5 separate regions of the Sus scrofa genome follow, and regions 2, 3, 4 and 5 are each linked to region 1. Evidence: chromatin contacts called from public promoter capture Hi-C and targeted proximity ligation data. All regions are on one chromosome and are shown on one strand. The core of a region is the stretch at or near the end of the contact, and the rest is flanking DNA. Distances in the headings are between cores, read along the strand shown.

Region 1 (4,268 bases), core at 976-3,475:
TGGATGTGGCTGAGATCCGCTTGACATCGGTCATGTAGCCATGGGTGAGACTGGGCGGAGAGGAGAGGAAGCAGCAGGTTCAGACTAGAATAATTCCCAGACTTAACCATCCCGTTCCTGACCTGCTTGAAAGGCATGGGGCCAGGGAGCCCTGCTCCCAGCAGGCTCCACCCTCACTGCTCTGTCTACTGTGCTGGGCACCAGTTCCTGGGGACCTAACATCCTCGTCCACTGTAACCTGCAGTTTCTTTCTTTGGCTTTTAACCCATGATAGGTGCTCCATAAATTACTCTTCTCCCACAGGCCCATCACCACCCCATCCACACTCACTGGCCCCCATCGGGCAGGTCCAGCCCCATGATTCGGTCGTGAGGCTGCAGAAGGGCTGTGTAGGCAGCCAGATTGGCTGGGGACCCCGAGTAGGGCTGCACATTGACTCCCCACTGAGCAGGATCCAGGTCAAAGGCCTCCAAGGCCCGGCGCTGGCACAGCAGCTCGATTTCATCCACTACCTCGGCTCCTCCATAGTATCTGCAATGGAGGAGTTTATCAGGGCACAGAGAAAGGGTTCCACCATCCCCCTGGACCAGCAGCAAAGGACTGGGAAGGCCACTCCTCTATACACACTGGGAGGGTACAGGCAGGTGTCCCCCGCTGGGGGCACCATCCCTGAGGCTGTCCTCCAGTCTTCTGGTGCCCAGCCCTCACCTCTTGCCAGGATAACCCTCCGAGTACTTGTTGTTCAGACAGGACCCCAGGGCCTCCAGCGCAGCTCGGCTGCAGAAGTTCTGGGGTAGGGGAGGGGGCAATGTCAGGAGGTACTGAGCCCCCTTCCCTGGACCCCCACAGCCCCATCCTGCCAAAGCCCCAGGCTGCAGGGAAGAGCCAGGTTCTATAGAAATCTCTGTTCATTTAGGGTTCCTTGCCAGGCCTGGGGTAGGATCACAGCAACATCCTCAGAAACCCAGCTGCTGTGATAGGTGTCCCCGGTAAAGCCATCTGTGTCCTTGAACCTGTGCTTCCAGGCTTCTCGTTCCTCTTGAGATGGAAGAGGGACCAGACTAAACTGTAGGAGCCCCAGAAGGCTCTGGAGGGTTTTGTTGTGTTTTGTTTTTCTTTTTAGGGTCTCACAAGAAGCATATGGGAGTTCCCAGGCTAGGAGTTGAATCAGCTGTGGCTGCCAGCCTACTACGCCACAGCCACAGCAATACGGGGTCCAAGACGCGTCTACAACCCTCTCTGTAGCTCATGGCAACACTGGATCCTTAACACACTGAGTGAAGCCAGGAATTGAACCCACATCCTCATGGAGGCTAGTCAGTTCTGTAACCACTGAGCCAGAACAGGAACTCAAGCTCTGGAAGCTTTCTCTCTCTCTTTTTTTTTTTTCTTTTTAGGCCCACACCTGTGGCATATGGAGGTTCCCAGGCTAGGGGTTCAATAGGAGCTACAGCTGCTGGCCTACACATAGCCACAGCAACTCAGGATCCGAGCCGCACCTGCGACTTATACCACAGCTCACGACAATGCCGGATGTTTAACCCATTGAGTAAGGCCAGGGATCAAACCCGAAACCACATGGTTCCTAGTCGGATTCCTTTCTGCTGTGCCACGATAAGAACTCCAGCTTTCTCTTTTTTTAGTCATTTTTGGCTACGCCGCTGGTATATGGAGCTCCAGGACCAGGGATCAGAGCCACAGTCGAGACCTAAGCCGCAGCTGCAGCAACATTGGATCCTAACCCACTGTGCTGGACCGTCACTCGAACCCGCATCCCAGGAGTTTCCAAGACCTCCCCAATCCTGCTGCACCACAGTGGGAGCTCCACTCTAGAAGCTTTCTAATGCCCCCATCCCATAACCTAGATTGGCCCTGCCTTTACTTCAGAGGTTAGCAACAGAGGGAGACAATACCCAGCAGGAAGGCCCTAAGTCTGAAAGGGAGATCTGGAGAAATGGCAAGAAGATGATCTGTTACTTCCAGCATCCATGGTGGCCCAAGCCCTGGCCCCTCTCCCCAGGCCCCACCTCTGAGGCAATGAGCTCCAGGCCACGACACTGCCTGTCCTTCTCTCTCCGCAGCAGCTCCCACATCTCAGGGTCACTGTCTGATAGACTCTCCTGGCCTGACCAGCCCTTGGTTGCTTCTCCAGTCTGGGTCTGGGCCGCCTCGCTGTGCTGGCTCCTTATGGCCATCTTGACCAGCTGACCACATCTCCACAGAGGCTAGGGGAGGAAAAGCCAGGGTCAAATAAAAAGTGCCCAGACAAAAAACGGTCAACAGCCCTCGGCCATGATTATCAGGCTCTCAGGCGCCATCCATACCCAGCAGCCAGCTGTCTGTCTGTTCCAGCTCTCACCACCTCCACCTTCTCAAAAGCCAGTTCCAGAGCCAAGGTAGAGATCAATGTCCAAAGTGTGGTTCTGATTCGGTCCATTCACTTCACCTCAGAATCTCCCTCCACCTCTGCTCAGGAGCCACTCTGCAAAGCCTCAGGGCAAAGTTCTTCCTCTAGAAGCCTCTGGAACTCAGGGGCAGTCCCCACCCACAGGAATGCAGTCTTCCTGCAGAGCCTTTATAAAGTGATACCCCAGTCAGTGAGGAGACCACTAAGCTGGCAAGGTTACGGCAACAGACTGTACAGGTGGTTTCCGGAGCAATGGAGGTGGAGGAGCAGACCTTTATCAGGTGTATATGAGGGCTGGGGGAGACAGCTGGCAGGGAAGCCAAAATCCATGATTTTGTCTTTTGCACTTCCCATTCTTTCCACCTCCTTCCAACCCACAGAGCTGTAGGACCCCTGATGCAAGCATGGGATCCCAGTTGCATCATCTGCACACCCAGAACTGTTAGGAAAGACTCAGCTCGCCAGTCCAAGCCAGGAACCCTGCTCGTTGGCCAGCACCGGGTCCCGGGGACATCTGGCGCGGTTCTCCCTAATGCCACGTCAAATGGGCGGTCGCGAGGCCCTGGGGCCTCTGGTTCCTGGAATGGGGAAGGGGTCCAATCACCCTGCTCCCACGGAGCGTCCCAGGGACCCCCTAGTTGCACGTCTGCTCTCTGCTCCCCAAGAACCCAGACCACGTGCATTTAAAAGCCAAGAGAACATCAAGTTTGTGATTGGGAACAAGGATAGGAGGGAAGCTTACTTTCTACTGATCACGCAGTCTCCGGGCCCCCATTCTTACCCTAGTCGCCCAAAGAAAAGGGAAGGGCAGCATCATAACACGAGACGAGGGTCGCAAGAGGTCCCGGCACCAACTCTAGCGAAGGAGAACAAGGGTTCCGGAGCAGACTAGTCCGAGAGCGCAAGCGCGAGAAGTTACCAGGATGCCAGAGTTAGGGCGGGGTCTGCGCATGCGTAATGTAGTCCCTTATGGTCTTTCGGGAATTGTAGTTTTCTCCCCTCTTCTTCAGTTTCATTACCCGTCTGCAGCTCCAGCGTCAGAGCCTCTTGCCTGAAAGAAAAGTGATCCAGTGCCGCCCCATCTCCTCATTGTCCTGAAGCTCTTCAGGGTTGTTTTTTTTTTGTTTGTTTTTTTGTTTTGTTTTTCTGTCTCTTGTTCGAGAGAGACGGCAACAATTTATTGGGTGTCCACTGAGTGTACCTAGTATTATTAGGCTCTCTCTGAAATACAAAGACACCTACACAAGCTAGAGAGCCCTGGTGCACTGGAAAGCACCCTGGTTTGGAAGGATGAGAGACCTGAGTTCAAGTTCCAGCTCTGGGATTAACTAGAAAATTAGCCTATTTGAGCCTCAGTTTCCTCACATGTAAATCAATAATAAGATAACATGTGGCAGAGATTAAATAAGACTTTGTTTGTAAACACGCTCTGGGATGGATCATCCCCCCTCAAACTCAAACCTGCCTCCTCTGCGGCCATCTCCTCCTTTCCTGAGACATCCAGAAGCTGAATAAGTTGCCCCCTCCTGTCTTTGCACTTGTTGAATTTTGTAACCTGTTCACTCTTTATACTCCAGCAATCAGTGACCTCTCTTTGTATCCTGGGGCCATAGATCCTTGGAGCTGGAAGGGATCTTCCTTTTTGCCTGACCTCACCTGGACTCATCCTTTGGGGGCAGGAGAACTCATCTATCCCTCTGGGAGTTATTTTCAGAGAACTGGCTGGGAAACTGACAGAAACAGATGAGTGCGGAGCCTTTCCTCAGAGGTTCTAAGTCAACAGATCTTAAAAAGTGGTGCCCACTCACGCTGACACACAACAAAACCTCTCCTTAGTGATTCTAATAAGCAGTGACTTTGA
Region 2 (4,268 bases), core at 824-3,323, 230 kb before region 1:
GAGGAGCCCATAAAGAAATTCTCTCTTTGCTTTCCAACAACGGAAAAAGTTAGTAGCCTCGCTCAAAAGCGCTCTTCAAGTCACCGCCCACCTGAAGCACTGAGGCTCTGTGGGAACCCCTCTGCTTTGTTCCAAACCTCAGGCTCATTGCTGACAGCTCTCCCCTCAAGGAAGCTGGGCTGGGGCTGCTTTTGGAGGTAGGGCCGGAGGGCCAGCACACCCTGCTGCTTCAGCACAGTCTCCACAGCTCGCTGACATGGCTCCTGAGAACTCAGCGTCTGGAACCAGCTGTGCAGGGTACCCAGCTCCTCTGTGGGCAGGGGAGAAAAGAGGCAATCAGCAAGACCTAACATGGGAAGATGGGAGGGTGGCCCAACCCCTTCTTTTTTTTTTTTTTTTTTTTTTTTTTTGGTTTTTTAGGGCCACACCCAAGGCATATGGAAGTTCCCAGGCTAGGGATCGAATCAGCCGGGCTACACCACAGCCACAACAACACCAGATCCAAGCCTAGTCTTTGAGCTACATGGCAGCTGGCGGCAACGCCAGATCCTTAACCCACTGAGTGGGGCAGGGGATCAAACCCTCGTCCTTATAGATACTAGTCCAGTTTGTTACCACTAAGCCACAATGAGAACTCCAGCCTCTTCTTCATGAAGTTTCTCCAGCTGGCTTTCCCAGTTCCCTCAGCCCTCTTTCTGCTATAGCTGCCCATCAAGCTACACCTCAAACTGGTTCCTCATTATTCACCTACCCACTCTGTTACCCCTACACCAAGCTCCTGGTGTTGGAGCTAGGGGTGAAGCAATGGGCAGTTCTCACCAGGAAGGTAGGCTGGGTCTTGGAGTAACGGGTACAGCGCTCCCCACAAAACAATGTCAGCTAAAGATTCTGTCTCCTTTGTTGAGAAAAGCAAAGAAAGAGGCAGGTGAGGCACTCAGTTTCTTCCCAATGAATGTCACATTTCATACATTTGCTACACACTTACAAGGTATCAAGCACCGTATTAAGCATATTTTAATTATCTCAGTCTTCACAACCCACTGAAGTGAATGCTAATATTACCCCCTTTCAAAGATGAAAAACTGAAGGTTTGAATTTATTGAGGTCTCTTTGTTGCTGCTCTTTTTTTTGTTTTTTTTGTCTTTTAGGGCCACTCCTGCAGCATGTAGAAGATCCCAAGTTAGAACTATATCCGCCAGCCTACGCCACAGCCACAGCAATGTGGGATCTGAGCAGCATCTGTGCCCTACACCACAGCTCCTGGCAACGCCGGGTCCTTAACCTACTGAGCGGGACCAGGGATCAAACTTGCATCCTCATTGATACTAGTCGGGCTTGCTATCACTGAGCCACAACGGGAACTTCCAAGTGTAGTGAGTTTTAAAGGTTACACTGCTAGTTGAGAGGCAGTTTGGGGGTCGGAACTCTGAATACAGTGTTCTTTCCTAACTCTCATACCACACAGCTTTCCCCAATCCCCATCTCAAGGCCCAACTCACCCCAGCCAGGAAAGGACAGCTCCGACGACTCAGGCTGTGGTCAATATGAGTCAGGGCTCTCCGGACTGGGCCAAGAACATCTTCCCCCTTCTTCCCCTGGACCACTAAATAGTACAGGGCAGCGGACAAAGCTGGCTAAAATGCGGGAGACACAAGTCAGGATGGCCATGCAAAGCAATGGCCTGCCTGCCTGTGATTCCCCCACATCTCAGTCTTACCTGCAGCTCTGTTGCTTCCCATTCCAGCCACTGGTTGGTGAGGTCATCTTGCTCCCACCCAGACAACAGAAAGAAGTATCTAACCAGGGAGAGAGCAACAGAAGGTAGAATGAGAGGGGCCTGTTTCTCACCCCCTAGTGAAACAGTGATTGTAAATAAGGCCACAGAGGACAATAATCCCTGATTTTATTCAGCCACCTCCCTGAATCAAGGACCAATACTGACCGACAGATTGCACTGGCGGAGAAGAGGTAGTTGCCACTATCCAGTTGCAAGACAGGGACCTTAGGCCGAGTCAGGAATGGAACCACACACTCTGATGCAGAACAGGAAAATGGGTGAAATACAGGGAAAAGAAAACAAATACTCTGTCAACTTAGAAGGACAACTTCACAGTGTTGGGGGCCTGGGGGAAGAAAGATGGGCCGTCTCAAGGAGAGGTTCCAGGATAGGACCACTGAAAGGGGGTGGGTCCAGAATACGCTGGAGAGACCAGCAGGTGTTCAGCTGAGACTGCCAGCTGGAAACAACAGATGGGAGTTGCAGACGGGAGGCGGTGGTATTGGGGTAGTGCTGCAGCCAAGAACTGAAACAACTGAAAGTAACTAGGATATCTGAGAGATCTGAGCTACACTGGAAGAACAAAATTAAGAGAACTGGGAGGATGGACAAGAGAACCTCTTAAGAGTCAAACAGATGGCTGGGAATGAGAAGAGGTAAACCGAAGGGAATATGTGTGTCTGGGTTTAGGAGAGGCGAGTGGGGTTTCCTAAGAACAAAGGAAAGGGGTGCCTGGGGAATTGTCATGTGAGTGACTAGCGAGTGTGTGTGGGGTCGGGGGGGAGTGCCGGGTAGGTGTGGGAGGTTAATAAAGGGAAAGAGTTTCACTGAAGTAAGGCGAGGTCCTGGGAAACGAAGAAGGGGAGGCAAAAGATGAGGGAAGGGGACACTGAGGAGAATTAGGTAACCGATGAAAGATGTGACTGGGAGGGAAACGGGATGGGGTGCCCAAGGACATTGCGGGAGAAATCTGACGGGAGTGCATGGTGGGGGGATGGGGGGTGGTAAAAGACAACTGTAGGGTGGGTGTCGGGCGTGTTCGCGTCCCGCCCTCCTCATCCACCGCCCACCAGCACCAGCCCGTCTACCTTCGGGGCCTACAGTGCTGATGAGCAGCTCCACTCTGCCCTGGGCCCTCCCGGCCGCAGCTAGCACAGGCAGGCTCCCCGGGGCGCCCTCGCTCACGAACAATCTCATTTCGCCGTGGGTCCCACGCTGATGCAACCGGAACCGGTCTCCCGCCAGAGGGATAAGCGATTGCCGCGCGGCACGCCGGGAAATGGAGTTCCGACTAAAGCTGTTCCCCGGGCCTGGGTTCCGGAAGTAGACTATTTCTCCCATCATACAACACTAGGAAACAGGAAAAGAGTGCCATAGAGACGAAGAGGCCGTAAACGCAGTGCCAGAGTGGCATCTTTTTGATGGGAGGGCCAGAAAGGACCTTTATGTGTGGGATCCGGCTTGTAATCCTCTAACGCCTCCCGAGAGCGGTGAAGGATACCGAGGGGTACAGTTATCTCGCTGAAGTGGCGACGTCAAGACTGCGGCTACTCGCAATGGCCCACTCTCGATTCGAGCTCATAAGAGAGTTCTGGAATTGATAGATAAGCGTATTTTAGTGACATAATGAAAATTAGTGTAGGTATCCTATTAGTAAAAAAGAATGTGACAATTATATATTTATTTCATACCAGTCTGAAGCGCGTATACAGCCAGGTGCTAACATTAAAGGGAAATGAGTCTGTGTAGGAAAAAGTTCAGATTGCTGGGGAGTAAGAAAGCAGAGTTTGGCAGTAAGTATACACTACTCAAGGAAGCGCATGTCAGTAATTGAGAAAGGGACCCTTCTTTATCGTCTTTGTACCCCTTTAAGAATAATTGATATCTTAGAGTACTTATGAGCTGGACACTTCTAAATATATATATAGGAGTTCCCTGGTGGCTCAGGAGGTTAAGGATCCAACATTGTCATTACTGTGGCTCTGGTTATAGCTGCTGTGCAGTTGGATCCCTGGCCCAGGAAATTCCGAGTACTACAGATGTGGCAAAAAATATGTGCAGGTATACATTTAATTCTCAAAAAACTATGGAGTTTCTGGGCCTCATTTGAAACTAAGCCATAAGAAGCCTTGCAATTTAGGCCCAGGCTTCTTGGAACACTCCAAGAAGCTGTGAGCTGCCTTGTAAGAAATCTTACTACCCTGAGATTGCCATGCTGGAGAGGTATCATGTTGACATTCTGGCTGACAGGCCAGCTGATCCCAGCATTCCAGTCATCCTCATCACGGAGTCAGATATCTGAATGGAGCTCTCCAGAACAACCCATCTATCTGCCTGCTGAATACCACAAAGTGACCCTCGTCAGTGCCACGTGGGACAGGAGAATCACCCAGTTGAGCCCTGCCCAAATTTCTCTCCATAAAATGGTGGGTTATAAGAAAACAGTTATTTTTTTAAATTACAAACAATAAGATAGCTTCTCTCATTCTTA
Region 3 (4,268 bases), core at 1,214-3,713, 220 kb after region 1:
TTGAACCTTGGGTCCAAATCCCCCACTAGAAAAGGGGTCCTTCAGATTTTAGGAACTGTGCACCAGCTGGAGATTTCAAAATCAAATTGACAAGGGAGAAGGGTAAATGACATTGACGTAGACTTCTACACAAGACACCAGATCTAGACTTCCTACTTTAACTAAACATGCAGCCCTTCTTTTCTTTCTTTCCTTTACTCTGGCTTTGGTCTGGAAAGGTAACACCATCATCCATATCTCCTAGGCAATTTCTAAGAGGGGTAACACTTCGGTGCCAATTTTGTCATAAAAACTCTGATCTGTCCATTAATAGTGCCACCTTAATAAAATTTGTTTGTGCCCTGACAGAGTTTATGTTTGTCTATTGTGATTATGATTCTCCTCGGGTCTAGGGAATGCCTGAAAATGGCTAGTGCATAACTGGGTAATGCCTTTTAGGAAACTGCGCACTTAACTGTTCACAGACAGACACCTCCTGAATTTGGTCAACTCCCCTGAATTTACATCATCAAATTAGAAAGGACCTACCAGCTGGCTTTCATGATTCAGGATTTGCTTCCTTTGGCAGGTCCCTCCTCCTGGTTAGGAATGAGTACAGATGAGGCTATGATCAGGAATCTCTCCTTAACTCTAAAAGATTTTGCAGAATCTGCTGCTAAAGCACAAAAATCCTTACACTCTCTGGCCAAAGTTGTTCTTGATAATAGGATAGCCTTCAATTATCTTTTAACTAAACAAGGAGGTATCTGTACTATGGCCAACACCACCTACCGTACCTAAATTGATACTTCTGGGGAAGCTGAAACTCAGCTACATAAGATTACTGAACAAGCCTCTTGGCTTAAAGAGGTGACCCCTTTAATGGGTTCTTTCTTTGACTTGTTTAATTTTGATTGCTTTGGGTCTTGGGGACCATGTGTCTGAAGCTCACTGCAGACATTGGGAACTGTCCTGTTTATAATAATCATAGTAGTCTTGTTGGAGCCCTGTATTCTCTCAAAAGCTTTAAATGCGTGTTCTCAGCTGCTAACCACCAAGCAAATGCTCTCCCTGAAACTGGAACATGAAAAAAGGAATGAAAAAATATGACCAACTAAAAAATTGTGAGCCTGAAGTTGTGCTCTGTGAATACCACACAGATTCAGCCAAAAAACTTTCATGACCTGCAAATGCTGTGAGGAGAACTTCAGAGCTGGTAATGGTGCTAATGCCTGGATTTAGATCACATCTCTCAGTTAAGCTCAGGTAGTTTTGGGTTGATGACAGTTCTTGAGCAGGAGCATTTGGAGGGTAACTGCACTAAAGGAGAAGGGTGAGTGGAAGCAGAGAAATCGAGTTCTAGGAAGAGCTGGGGAAGTAGGAGAGGAAAAATTATTTCCCCTCTACCTTCAAGGTTCTTGACTGAGTAGTTAATGAAATATTAACAGAAAAAAAAAGAAACAGAAATTTAATAACATATATACATGGGGGAAACCCAGGAAAACTGAGTTTCTAGAGATTTAGTAACCCTTCTCTTCCTGGTGCAGAAAGCTAGACACCCTTACAAGTGGACATTTCCCTTATAAATGTAAACGTCTCTTAGAAAAGAGTAACTTCAACTGTTTTCTCCCCTATCTGCTGCTTCTTAGTAATCCTGGCAGCCAAGGAGGCATATTTTGGGGTGTCAAGTTCTCCCCTCCAGGGAAGACAGACTGCCAGAAATAGGCCTGAGCTGCCAAGGTGCAGTGGGAGCCTGTGAATTCCTTCATTTGGCCACCCAGCTGGAAGGAAGAGACGCAGTGAATTTTCAGAGAGTGGTCCACCAGGGGTGCAGCCCTCAAGTGCTGGTTCATTCATTCAAGCCGACTTCATTAAGCACCTACCATATGGAACAGTGGTGTGTGGTAAGCGAGGGGAGGCAGTAGTGCGCAGAATCACAGACCCCTGCCTTCCTGAAGCTCACTGCCTAGTGGAGGAGATACAAATTAACCGAATAATCTTACAACTTTATGTAAAATTACACAGCAGACATTTTGAGAGTAAACTTCTGGGAATATGAGAGTAGAACAGGGGAGGCGATTTAAGCTTAGAGTTGGGATAGGATTCTTCAGGTATCAGCCAAGGAGGGAGTGGTCCTACACCTGGAGATGATCAGGGCTTCAGAAAAGCCCGGCCTGGGGATGGGGATTTGGAAACATCCCCCCTACAGCCCGCTGGGGGTCCAGCGGCAGTCCCAGGGCCGCGCGGTGGTTGGAGGCGGGGCCTGGCGGGGAGGCTGGTGGCGGCCGCAGGCTCGGAGGCTTCAGCGGGCTCGCAGGGCGCCCGGCCCCGCCGTGGGGGGGCGCTGCCTCCTCCCGGGCGGCTGGGGGCGCTGCGGCCGAGCGGCGGGGGGCGCTGCCTCCTCCGGGACGGCGGGGGGCGCTGCGGGCCGGGCGGCGGGGGCGGCCCGGGCCGGTGCGGCGAGCGGCTCGGCGGATGGAGAGTCTGGCCGCGGCCGGCGGCGCCGCCTCCTCGTCGGGCCGGGCACGGCGGGCCGGGGCCTTTGTGTGAGGCGGCGGCGGCGATGGTGCGTCGGGTCCCGCGGAGCCGGGTAAGTACGGCCGGGCCGAGGGCTGCCATGGCCGAGGCCCGACCCCCGTCCTGCTCTTTCTCTCGCTCTCGCTGAGCACCCTCCTGCTCGCCCCACTCATTCGGACCTATGGTTCCCCCAGCCGCGCGCCGACCCCGGCCGGCCCCGCCGCCCATCCCTCTGCCCTCGTCGGTCCGCGCCCCGCCGCCACCTTGGCCCCCGCTCGAGGTCGCCCCGAGGAGTCCCCCGTTGTTTGGGGAGGGACCGAGGTGCTCGGTACTCCGCAGATGGAGTGCCCCAGGCCGATCCAACGCCCTTCCTCCTGGATTCGACCCTCCGGAGGGGAGACTGTGGCGCCATGGGGTTGTTGGGGTGCCTTCTCGAAAGTTCCGAAACCGCCCCCTCCCTCTCCCCACTCGGGCTTCCCGGTGCCCCGACCTGCTGACGGTTGATGTTTGGCCACCAGGGCCCGTGAGATGCCTGGCTGGTACCCAACAATGCTCCTAAAGCTTCCTGGGCCCCAGAAAAAGTTGGGAGTTAGTCGAAAGTGGTGAGATGGGGAAAGGGGCCGTGTTGCACAGGGCTAGTCGTGAGGTTGAAGGAGAAGGCGACTAGCTTGTCTTCCTTCGATGTGTAGGACTCAAAAAGGAGAAAAAGTGGTACTGAGCAGTACTTTAGGAGTTACCTATATAACTAGATGCTTCTTACCGGCATCAAGTAAATCTCTTAGTTCTGATCAGAAGCATAAATCCTGAAAGGGGGGGATTGAAGCATATTTAGGTAATATTAAATACCACAGTTATGCTCTGCTTTGCTTTACTTCTTTGGTTCTGAGTGCTTTACTTCACCCGCAGCATACAGGGAATGTGAGAAGCGTATCCCAATGGCTCTAGGCTGTGGAAGAGAGCAGAGGAGGCAGGTATTGCAGGTAGAGAGAGATGGGAACTCAAGAATGAGCAAGAGGTTTATTTAGGGCCTGAAAAAACACAGCAAAGATAGGAAACTAAAGCATAGAGCATCCTTATCTTTTTTTCAGCAGCTAATGGAACTTGATAATTGTGTTCAAGTATGTATATGGCATTTGGCATCGTAAGGGAAGAGAATATACTCAGTGAGATAGGAAAGCTTGTAGTCAGGAGGAAATTAATATGAGAAAAATTTGAGCCGGTTTCTCTGGTAATGCTAGAAGACTGCGCCTGAGAGGATGCTTCTGGCTTGGTTTTAAGGCACAAGCTTCGGTTCAGTCAGGCCTACAGCCTCTCTTACTAACTCTTAAATAAAAACCAAGCTAACAGATTTTTTTCAGTACTTCTTGATTTTGTTATGATGACTCTGTCTTTGGAGATATGCAGGGAGAGAGGTCACTGTCCTGTCACTTTTGCTGTCTTTGCCCCCCAGCAGGATGGAGCAGGTGTATGCCCATTCACTTCTGCTCTCTTGGAAACCTGCAGACTGGTGGCATTTTCCCTTGAGGAGCTCATCACCTGCAGGGGTGTGTTTGGCCACCCACCTTTTCCTTTTGCTGTCCACAGATTAACCGTGCTGATAAGGAGGCCACTTCGTAGGAGCTGCTAAGATGGGCATGAGAATCAAATTGCAAAGCACCAACCACCCCAACAACCTGCTGAAGGAACTCAACAAGTGCCGGCTCTCAGAGACCATGTGCGATGTCACCATCGTGGTGGGGAGCCGCTCCTTCCCAGCCCACAAAGCCGTGCTG
Region 4 (4,268 bases), core at 1,071-3,570, 170 kb after region 1:
CATTAATTCTGTACCTCTCCTCTCTTCTCAGTCATTTAGACTACATGGAAATCCATTGTCCATTTTTCAAAGACAGTTGGTGAAATAGGAAGAAGACAGGATATGGACCATATGTAAATTTATGTAGATTCATGCACATTATTCACGTCCTTTCTCTTCTGTTACCAAACTAGGTAAATAAGAGACAGGTGGTAATCAGTGGTTGAATTAATACAAACTTAAATTATAATTGCCAGGTTTGCAAGATCATGGGGCTTTGGCGACAGAAAAAAAGATAAAGTATGTAAAGCAGTTCTTCTCTTTAATATGCATAGGAATCATCTGGGGAGCTTGTTAAACTGCAGGCTTCTGATTCTGCATTTTTTTCTTTTTTCTTTCTTTCTTTTCTTTTCTTTTTTTTTTTGTCTTTTTGTCTTTTTAGGTCCCCACCTGTGGCAAATGTAGGTTCCAGGCTAGGGGTCCAGTCGGAGCTACGGCTGCCAGCCTATGCCACAGCAATGACAGATCCAAGCTGCGTCTGCTATCTACACCACAGCTCAGGGCAACACCGGACCCTTAACACACTGAGTGAGGCTGGGGATTGAACCTGAGTCCTCATGGATACTAGTCAGATTTGTTCCTGCTGAGCCACGACGGGAATGCCTGTGAAGTGAATATCCCTGGGAGGACTAGTGAGTATGAATTGGACCAATGAGTGTAAGGGCAAATTGCTGCCCTCCCAACTCTCAGAAGTCAGCACTGAAGAATCTAGAATGGCTGCTGCTGCTTCTAGTTCTACTTTGCCAGCTTCATTGAAGTATAATTTATAACATAATACAGTAAAATTCACAAGTTTTAAATTTTGCTGAGTTTTAGAACATTGTAAATCAGCTATAATAAAAAACTTTTTGAAAAATTTTTGCTGAGTTCTGACAAATGGAGACAGTTGTATAACCACCACCACAGTCATGACATAGAGCATTTCCCATCACCTCAAAAAGTTCGTTGCACAAACTGGAAATGTGTTTGTGTTTTGGCTGCTCCTGTGGTGTATGGAAGTTCCTGGGCCAGGGATCGAATCTGAGCCACGGCTGTGACTGCAGCAACACTGGATCCTTAACCCACTGTGCCAGGCCAGGGATAGAACCCACTGCCCCAGAGACAATGCTAGATCCTTAACCTGCTGTATCACAACAGGAACTCCTAGACTAGATTTTTTTTTTTTTAAAGTATTGTTGATTTATAATGTGCAAATTTCTGCTGTAGAGCAAAGTTTCCTAGTCATATATACATTCTCTTTCTCATATCATTCCCCCATCATGCTCTATCCCAAGAGCTTGGACATAGTTCCCTGTGCCATACAAGAGGACCTCAATGCCCATCCCTTCTAAAGACTGGAAAAAATTTTTTCTTTTTAGGGCTGCACCTGAGGCATATGGAGGTTCCCAGGCCAGGGATTGAATTGGAGCTACAGCTGCTAGCCTAGGCCACAGCCACAGCAATGCCATATCCTTAACCCGCTGAGCAAGGCCAGGGATGGAACCTGTGCCCTCATGGATGCTAATTGGGTTCATTAACCACGGAGCCACAATGGGAACTCCAAGACTGGAAATTTTAATCGAAGGAGAAGGAAGGGGATTTCAGAGTCAGAGTGGAAGAAGACCAGTACGCTCCAATTCCATCAGTTTTGCCTGGAAGTGGGAGATGATAGTTCTGCATCCCCTACCCCCAGAATGCTTTGACATATCTTGAAATCCTAACTAAGTTGGATGTGTACTTGGTATCTTGTTAATTGAGTGATCTACTCATCCCCATTCGCCTAGAACTTGCCTGGTTTTAGCATTCAAATTCCCATGTCCAGAGGATTCATCTCAGGTCCTAGACAAACCAGGATGTTTGGTCACCCTGGCTGTGACCTTCTTGGCATTGTTTCCAGGCCTGAGGCTGCCATCTCACTTTTACAGTCACTTCTTTCATGTGAGCACATAGTAGGTGCTCAATAAATAAGTCAATGGGTGGATATGGATAAACGCCAGTTGTAGGCAGCTGCAGATTTCTGGCCTGGAGGACAGAAGACCCGGTTCTGGTCTCAGCTCTGCCAGGTTTGCAGCAGTGTAATCCTGGGGAAGTGGTTTCTCATTCTAGGTCTCTTTCCTCCACTGCAACATAGGGGGTCTTTAGTTGTTTCTGCCTCAGACACTGTGATACTGCTATACCTACACCCAAGATTATGTTCTAAGACGTCATTTCCACTCAGCTCTCTCTCTTTTTTCCTTGCCTTTCCCTCCTCCCAATATATGTAGTAGATCAATAAATTATGTAAGGGCAGTTTGGTAATGGAATTGCTGATGCTCCAGGCTTATGCAGAGAGCTTTTGCGAGAGCAATAGAGTTTGGACCTTGATCCAAGCAGCTGTGGCTGGGAGTTGGCAAATCTAATCCTCAGCTAAGTGTTTGTAATTATCTAATTTGCTCTTTGTGCATGCCTGGGAGGGAGGATGGTGGGCAGAGGGAGCCTCTTATTTAGGAATTTTCTTGGGTGGGTGGGGTACCCTGGAAAATAGGATTTTATAAGCTTCTTGTCTATCGGAGGCAGCTAATTCCAGCTGGGCTAGTGCCCAGGAAACAGTGTCCTGGGATCTTACGCAGTATTCTAGCACAGGAGAAAGATTAAAATGAGAGATACCAGGACTTGGGCTGGAACCTATGGCCGACTTAGGATCAGGAAGCTGTGTTCTATTTCTGGTTCTGCCATGTACTGTCTGTGGAACTAGGGCCACCTCCTATCATCTCTCTGAGCTTCCGTGTTTGCCTCTCATTTTCCCTTTGAATGGAGTGAGTCTGTACTGGCTACTTCACAGGGTGTTGCAATTCAGTGAGTGAGAGGTGGAGTTCAGTGAAACTGAATGAATGAAAATGTCAGGTGTTATCACTAATTTTAGTCTTTGGGTCTGTGTGATGGGCTCTGATTCATGGGGGGAAGGAAGTCATGGTACATCTAGGGACTTTGTCCGCTTAGTTCCAATAATGTTATCAATACCCCATGGCTCCCAATAAGACTGGAAGGGTAGGTTTGAGGGAGGTACTGTGTATTTGGTCAGAAGACACCCCAGCCTACCTACCTCCTTGACAGAATTTCTGTCTTTTTGAAAAAGTTTTTCCTTGGCTATAAATTCTCCTACTTCTGCACTCGTTCCCTAGTTTGGGAGAAACAGAACAAGAACGCTGCTTGAACCCCTCAGCCAAGGCCAGCCAGATACCCTTTCCTATCTAGAGGGGGCTTTCTTATTTGGCCACATGTCTCCTTCTGGGTTTTCAGGTCTGTGAAGGGTTAAGCGAGCCACACCCTCAGCAGGAACAGCCTCGGACTTTGTGCTGAGCAGCCGAGCAGCCAGCAGCCAGCTCTCAGCTGTCTCTGGCCTCTCCTGGCTCAACTGGCACAGGGAGCCTTGGCTGAAGGAAGCAGCACAGAGGAAGGTCAGAAGCGTGGGCACTGGCACGAGGAGGGCCGTCTCTTTCCTGTCTTCCCCAACACCATGGACAGCTCCCGGTAACGAGGACACCTCTCCACCCTTGGGGCCTGGGCCTCCTATGCCCCCTTGCTGTCAAACTGAGATTTCATCCACCATTCTCCAAGGGACGCTGAGGTTTCCCCCTAGTTCCAGCGTTGGGTGAGTCCTGCATTAACCTGTCGCTACTCGTCCTTTCACATCTTTGTTTTGTTTGTTTGTTTGTTTGTTTTTTGTCTTTTTGCCTTTTCTTGAGCTGTTCCCACAGCATATGGAGGTTCCCAGGCTAGGGGTCTAATCGAAGCTGTAGCCACTGGCCTATGCCAGAGCCACAGCAATGTGGGATCCGAGCCGCATCTGCGACCCACAGCACAGCTCAGGGCAACACCGGATCCTTAACCCACTGAGCAAGGCCAGGAATTGAACCCGCAACCTCTTGGTTCCTAGTCGGATTCATTAACCACTGTGCCACGACAGGAACTCCCTTTCACATCTTTGGGTGCCCAGTATGGAGGCTGCTTTTTTCCCCCCTCCCCCACCTCCAACCAGTCATTTCCTACTCCTTTCAAATGTAAATCCAAAGAAGATTCCTTCTCCAGCCTTGCTTCTGCTTCTTCTGCTTCCCTGCCAAGTTATTTAAAATCTTAACTTTTTTTTTTTTACTCTAGAAAATGTGGGACGATGCTAGTAGCTACTTCATGGGGATATTGTAAGCATCAAATGAATTAGCCTGTAAAGTGTTTAGAGCCTGCCTGGCCTGTAATCAGTACTACACAAGTGC
Region 5 (4,268 bases), core at 736-3,235, 140 kb after region 1:
GGCCATGCCCACGAGTGCCATGATCTCCAGGAACTCCTCCTCACCCGCCTCACACAGTTGCTGCACGTCGTCCCCTCCCTGCTGGATGAAGGTCTCATAGTAGGAAAGGAGATTGGCGCGCTGCAGGACCCGGTACAGCTGCAGCTCCCCCAGTGTCCGAGGCAGGGCCATGGCTCGGGCACTGGGCCTGAGAAGGAGGCACAGGACAGAGAGGGGATGGCGGTCAGTGCAAGTCCTCCTTGCTGGGTACGAACACACGTTCACGGTTGTTTTCTCTTTCCCACCCCTCTTCCGAATGCTCTCTCTGCCCAGTGCCTAGGTCGGAGCCCAAACCACAAGAACCAACCACTGCTCAGAGTCACAGCCATGCTAATGCCATCCCAAACTGGCCAGAAGTACTAAAAACCATACTGGTCTTTGTGGAAGTCAAAGGCTCTGTTCCCCCATCCTCAACTTTTACTTTTCTGGCCTGGCACAAGGAGACCTTGCGCGCTGAAGCCAGCCAGCACACCCCGGTGATGGCTGGACCACCCTCTCCTCCAGAACACAGTCCTCGTCTTCCCCCCAAACACCCAGCAATCTCAACATTACACAAGTTAGCTTCCCACACTGAGGTGAATGTATGAGCCCCCACCTCCCTACAATGGACACCTGGGCAGCTTTATTCTCTGGTGGCATTATGCTCATGTGGCTGAGGCAGAGGGTGTGGCTTCCCTGCCCTTTTCAGCTCAAGGAGCCAAGCAGACCCCTACTCTGCTACCTTTTCCCACCTCTGCTAAGCCTTCCCCAAGGATTAGGCATTTTCCTGCTGTCTCTCCCCAGAACCTCCCCCCTCTTCCAGACTGCCCAGTGGCCCTCGGTTGGTCCCTCTCCCAGCAGTGACCTTCCCACCTGCTCCAGAGGTAGGCCCATCCCTTCAGCTCAGGCACAGGGGAGGGGAGAAGTGCCTCAATTGTTCTGCTTTGCGGCCCGTTCCGCCCACACACACTCCCACGGTGGTAGCGTCCGTGGGCGAAAACCGCCGGGGGGCTCCCGCCTACCCCTCTCTCCCTTTTTCCATCCACATCTTCAAGTGGAGTGGGGGAGCGACTCAAGGCCTCTTGAGGGAGGGGCTGCACACCGAAACTCCCCTCCCCACTCTGTAAATAAAGGTACGGAAATGGAAATAGACGCCTAAGGCACGTCCTGCTCCTGCAGAGCCGCTCTGATGCGCTCTTGGTTCAAAGGCGCCGACTTCTCCCGACCCCAAAGCGGCGCGCTCCATGCCAACCACAGATTGTGCCAGCTGAGCGGCTCTTCCCCAGCACTGTTGCCAGCTAGAACTCCAGGGCTTCCCCTGGCACTTAGGAGCCCCCACATTCTTTGCAGGGGCTCACAGGCCAGGTCATGCTCACAGAGTAAACGAGGAATGGAGAATTAGATACTATTCCTTCACATCCAGCTTCATCAGATCCCTGCCTGCTCCCATGGCCCCCTAATTCGAAGGCGCACCCCCTTTCCATCAGTCTCCACCCCCCACCCCCGTCCCTCTTCCCCTAGTCCTCTCCTCGACCTCCGCCCTCCGGACCCCTTTCCCCGAGTCCAGCTCCACCCATTTCCACTCCCCGCCGCTTCCCTTTGCCCACTTACTTGAGTCTGGGCTGAGGGGTCCGGCGGGCGCTGTCCCCTCCGCCCGGCGGCTGCTCGGCAGTGGGGGAGGGAGCTCTGTGCATGGACGGCTGGAGACCACCGGGGATGCCCCTCTCAGTGTCCGGCGCTCGGCGCCTTCTGTGTGCTGCGATCTTCCTGGCGCGCGAGGCCGTGTCCGCCGCTGTCCGGGCTCCGTCCCTTCCTCCACGTCTCCTCTCTCCGAGCCTCCGCGCCTCTGTCTGTGCCTCTACCCCCCCCCTCCCCGGCTGCGCTTGCCGCCTCTCCGCGCCTCCGCCCCCGCAGGACGCACGGGGAGCGAGGCCCGGCGCAGCACTGGCTGCCAGGCGGGCGGAGGGCGTGGGCCGAGCCGGGGGCGGAGGCTTGTGGGCGGGGGGCGGGCGCCCGGGCCTCTCGGCCGGCGGTGGAGAAGCCTCAGCAGAGAGGCGGAGAGAGGCGGAGAATGTGGGGAGGGGGGTGTGGAGCAGGAGGCGGGGGCGGGGACTCGGCGCCAGGGCGCCGAGTTGGGGACTAAAGTGACCGAGGCCGGGCTGTGGAAGGCGGGCTTGGGGACTCAGCGGGCGGGGCGAGGTCGCTCGGAGCCGCCTACGCCGGATGCACAGCCGGCCTTCTTCGCGCCCACGTACCCACGTGAGCGCCCAGCCGGCGACATTCTTACTCCCACTCCTCCTTCCCCTCTGAGCAGAGAGCGGAGTTTCACAACCACGCACAGGTACACAAAGACACAGAGAAGCACACCGACGGGCACACGCGCCTAAACAACTACCCGGTCGCCTGCTGCCCACACTCGGGCTTCGCGGTGCTATACGTGTGAATGTTAGGAGTGAGCCAGGAAAAGTTGGGAGACTGGGGTGCGCGGCTCCTCTCGTGGGTGCTTCTGACTCCCGTAGAGTGTGCACTTAGGACAGATCTGTGAACGTGGAGCTCTGCAGGAATCCCTCACAGATCCTCGCACTCTTCCCAAACCACGTCGAAGTTCGGGGAACAGAAATGGGCGGGGTTTGCCATAACCTGCTGCTTAGACGCGCGTCTATTAGTCGCGCTGGGTTGTTAGTGCTTAGGTCAGGCAAGGATGGGAGGGGTATCCTGCCTTCTTCCGCTAGTAGCATCCTATTTGCTGAGAATGGGGACCTACCTCTGGGGAATTCTGTGTGGCAACTTTGGGAGGAGGATACCCCTTCTAGGGACGTCTGTGAAGGTATTTCGCCGGAGTCAAGTGGGAGACCGGCGGAGGCCGGGCGCGTCGGACGTGGCTCCCTACCGACGTGGCTCCCTACCGAGGAGTAGGAGGGAGGAGCTCCTTCAAGGAGCTTTGCCCCTCTCTGCCACCCACCATCCCTCCCCTTTCTTTTTCCCAGCCCCATCTGGTTCCCATTACACTCCCGCCCACGGCTGAGAGGGCCGACTGGCGGGGTCTCTTAGAGCCCGGCCCAGCGGCTCTACGCCCCGAGGAAATGAAGGAGGAGGGGCGGCAAAATTCCCCCTAATCCAAAATCTCAGCCCCACCCATCATTCAGCACTTCTGAGTGGCCCGGGCCAGCAAGGAGTGGGTAGCGTGGGCCAGGGCTGGTTCTACATTCCGGCCTGGCGAGGGGACCCTCCCGTCTCCGGGTGGGACAGGAGAAGAGAGGTGCACCACTGGGGGGAATTTCAGTAGCCAAGATTCTCTTGTCCGTTCCATGAAGCCCCCAAAATGGGGTTGGAGGGTGATCGGGAGCGAACCGAGTCCTCGGTTCTACAACTGGAGGGCGCGCCTACACCGGCTCCCGGCGGAGACACTCCTCGACCCCTCTTAAATGTGTGGGCGCCCCTCCCCCACTCTCTCCCGGTTATTTTAGAACCTGGGCGCCAGCGGCTGGCCCGGGGTTTCCACGTGCCTCCTCCCTCCCTCTGCCCACGCTCCCCGTGACGCACATCCTCCGCCCACACAGTCTCTGCTCCAGGCGCCCCCCTCCCTCCCACCCGGGCCCCCTAGGGGCGGTGCTGAGCCCCCGGATCCGAAGGGAGACGCTGGCTGGCCCGGGGAAGACGGCTGAATAGGGCGTGAATCAAGGGGGCGGTGACCAAGTGGGCGCCGGGCGCTAGAGTCCCGGCCCTGGAAAGGAGATGAGGGAGGAGCCTATTCTGGGGCCTGGGCTCCACGGTCCTGGGGCGGGTACTAGGCCAGAGAGAAAAATTGGGGGAGAAAAATCCTTTGCACTGGCTCAGCCAACTCCCCTAGGGATCAGAAGGGATAATTTCTGAGTGCGAACTTGTGTTTGAGATTGAAACTCCGGGGTGTTTATATCTTTGTTTCTCGGGTGTCGTGAGGGTCAAATGAGAGGGTGTATATGAAAACTCTGTGAATTGTGAAATGCTAATAAGCAAATTTAAGACGCTAGTGCCAGTTGGTGCCTCTGTACCCTGAGATTATGTATTTATATGCTTCTTTACATCGACTTGTGTGTCTGTGTCTCTGTCTCTCTCTAGGTTTGTGAGCCCCTCTGTGTGGATTTAAAAATATGCACATTTAAAAAATCATTGACTTGTCAAGCCCCGCCAGAGGCCCAGACGCCCCCGCAGCCGGAGCTGCTGAGATGTCTGTTCTTCTCTTACCTCCCACTCCTACCACCTCCAACTCC

What was found. Promoter capture Hi-C pulls out the DNA fragments that hold promoters and counts their contacts.
Region 2: a contact with region 1 is called in a promoter capture Hi-C map of liver, with 4 times the contacts expected there. A contact is called at or near these places in 1 of 5 promoter capture datasets (liver), 1 of 47 Hi-C or Micro-C datasets (fibroblasts) and 1 of 2 datasets of targeted methods (alveolar macrophages).
Region 3: a promoter capture Hi-C map of liver shows a contact between it and region 1, with 6 times the contacts expected there. A contact is called at or near these places in 3 of 5 promoter capture datasets (fetal liver and liver) and 1 of 47 Hi-C or Micro-C datasets (embryonic fibroblasts).
Region 4: a contact with region 1 is called in a promoter capture Hi-C map of fetal liver, with 2.3 times the contacts expected there. A contact is called at or near these places in 2 of 5 promoter capture datasets (fetal liver and liver), 5 of 47 Hi-C or Micro-C datasets (alveolar macrophages, embryonic fibroblasts, heart right ventricle and 2 more) and 1 of 2 datasets of targeted methods (alveolar macrophages).
Region 5: a contact with region 1 is called in a targeted proximity ligation map of alveolar macrophages. A contact is called at or near these places in 1 of 5 promoter capture datasets (liver), 1 of 47 Hi-C or Micro-C datasets (liver) and 1 of 2 datasets of targeted methods (alveolar macrophages).

Annotation. Positions count from the first base shown.
Region 1 is chr5:22,533,737-22,538,004 of Sscrofa11.1, reverse strand. It overlaps SHMT2 (serine hydroxymethyltransferase, mitochondrial), which reads right to left and starts at 2,225. Exons shown (of 12, transcript XM_021091827.1): 1 at 2,028-2,225; 2 at 709-788; 3 at 331-531; 4 at 1-50. The coding sequence starts at 2,195. It overlaps NXPH4 (neurexophilin-4), which reads right to left. Exons shown (of 6, transcript XM_003355482.3): 4 at 3,189-3,458; 5 at 2,325-2,573; 6 at 1,391-2,225.
Region 2 is chr5:22,759,984-22,764,251 of Sscrofa11.1, reverse strand. It overlaps ARHGAP9 (rho GTPase-activating protein 9), which reads left to right and starts at 2,073. Exons shown (of 18, transcript XM_021091869.1): 1 at 2,073-2,433. It overlaps MARS (methionine--tRNA ligase, cytoplasmic), which reads right to left. Exons shown (of 22, transcript XM_021091867.1): 2 at 2,866-3,368; 3 at 1,943-2,033; 4 at 1,718-1,796; 5 at 1,500-1,634; 6 at 820-895; 7 at 138-310. The coding sequence starts at 3,121.
Region 3 is chr5:22,314,512-22,318,779 of Sscrofa11.1, reverse strand. It overlaps ZBTB39 (zinc finger and BTB domain-containing protein 39), which reads left to right and starts at 2,463. Exons shown (of 3, transcript XM_005663904.3): 1 at 2,463-2,569; 2 at 4,081-4,268. The coding sequence starts at 4,125.
Region 4 is chr5:22,361,580-22,365,847 of Sscrofa11.1, reverse strand. It overlaps MYO1A (unconventional myosin-Ia), which reads left to right and starts at 2,320. Exons shown (of 30, transcript XM_021091823.1): 1 at 2,320-2,434; 2 at 3,298-3,528; 3 at 3,616-3,649.
Region 5 is chr5:22,397,992-22,402,259 of Sscrofa11.1, reverse strand. It overlaps NAB2 (NGFI-A-binding protein 2), which reads right to left and starts at 1,985. Exons shown (of 7, transcript XM_001929485.5): 1 at 1,630-1,985; 2 at 1-187. The coding sequence starts at 1,712.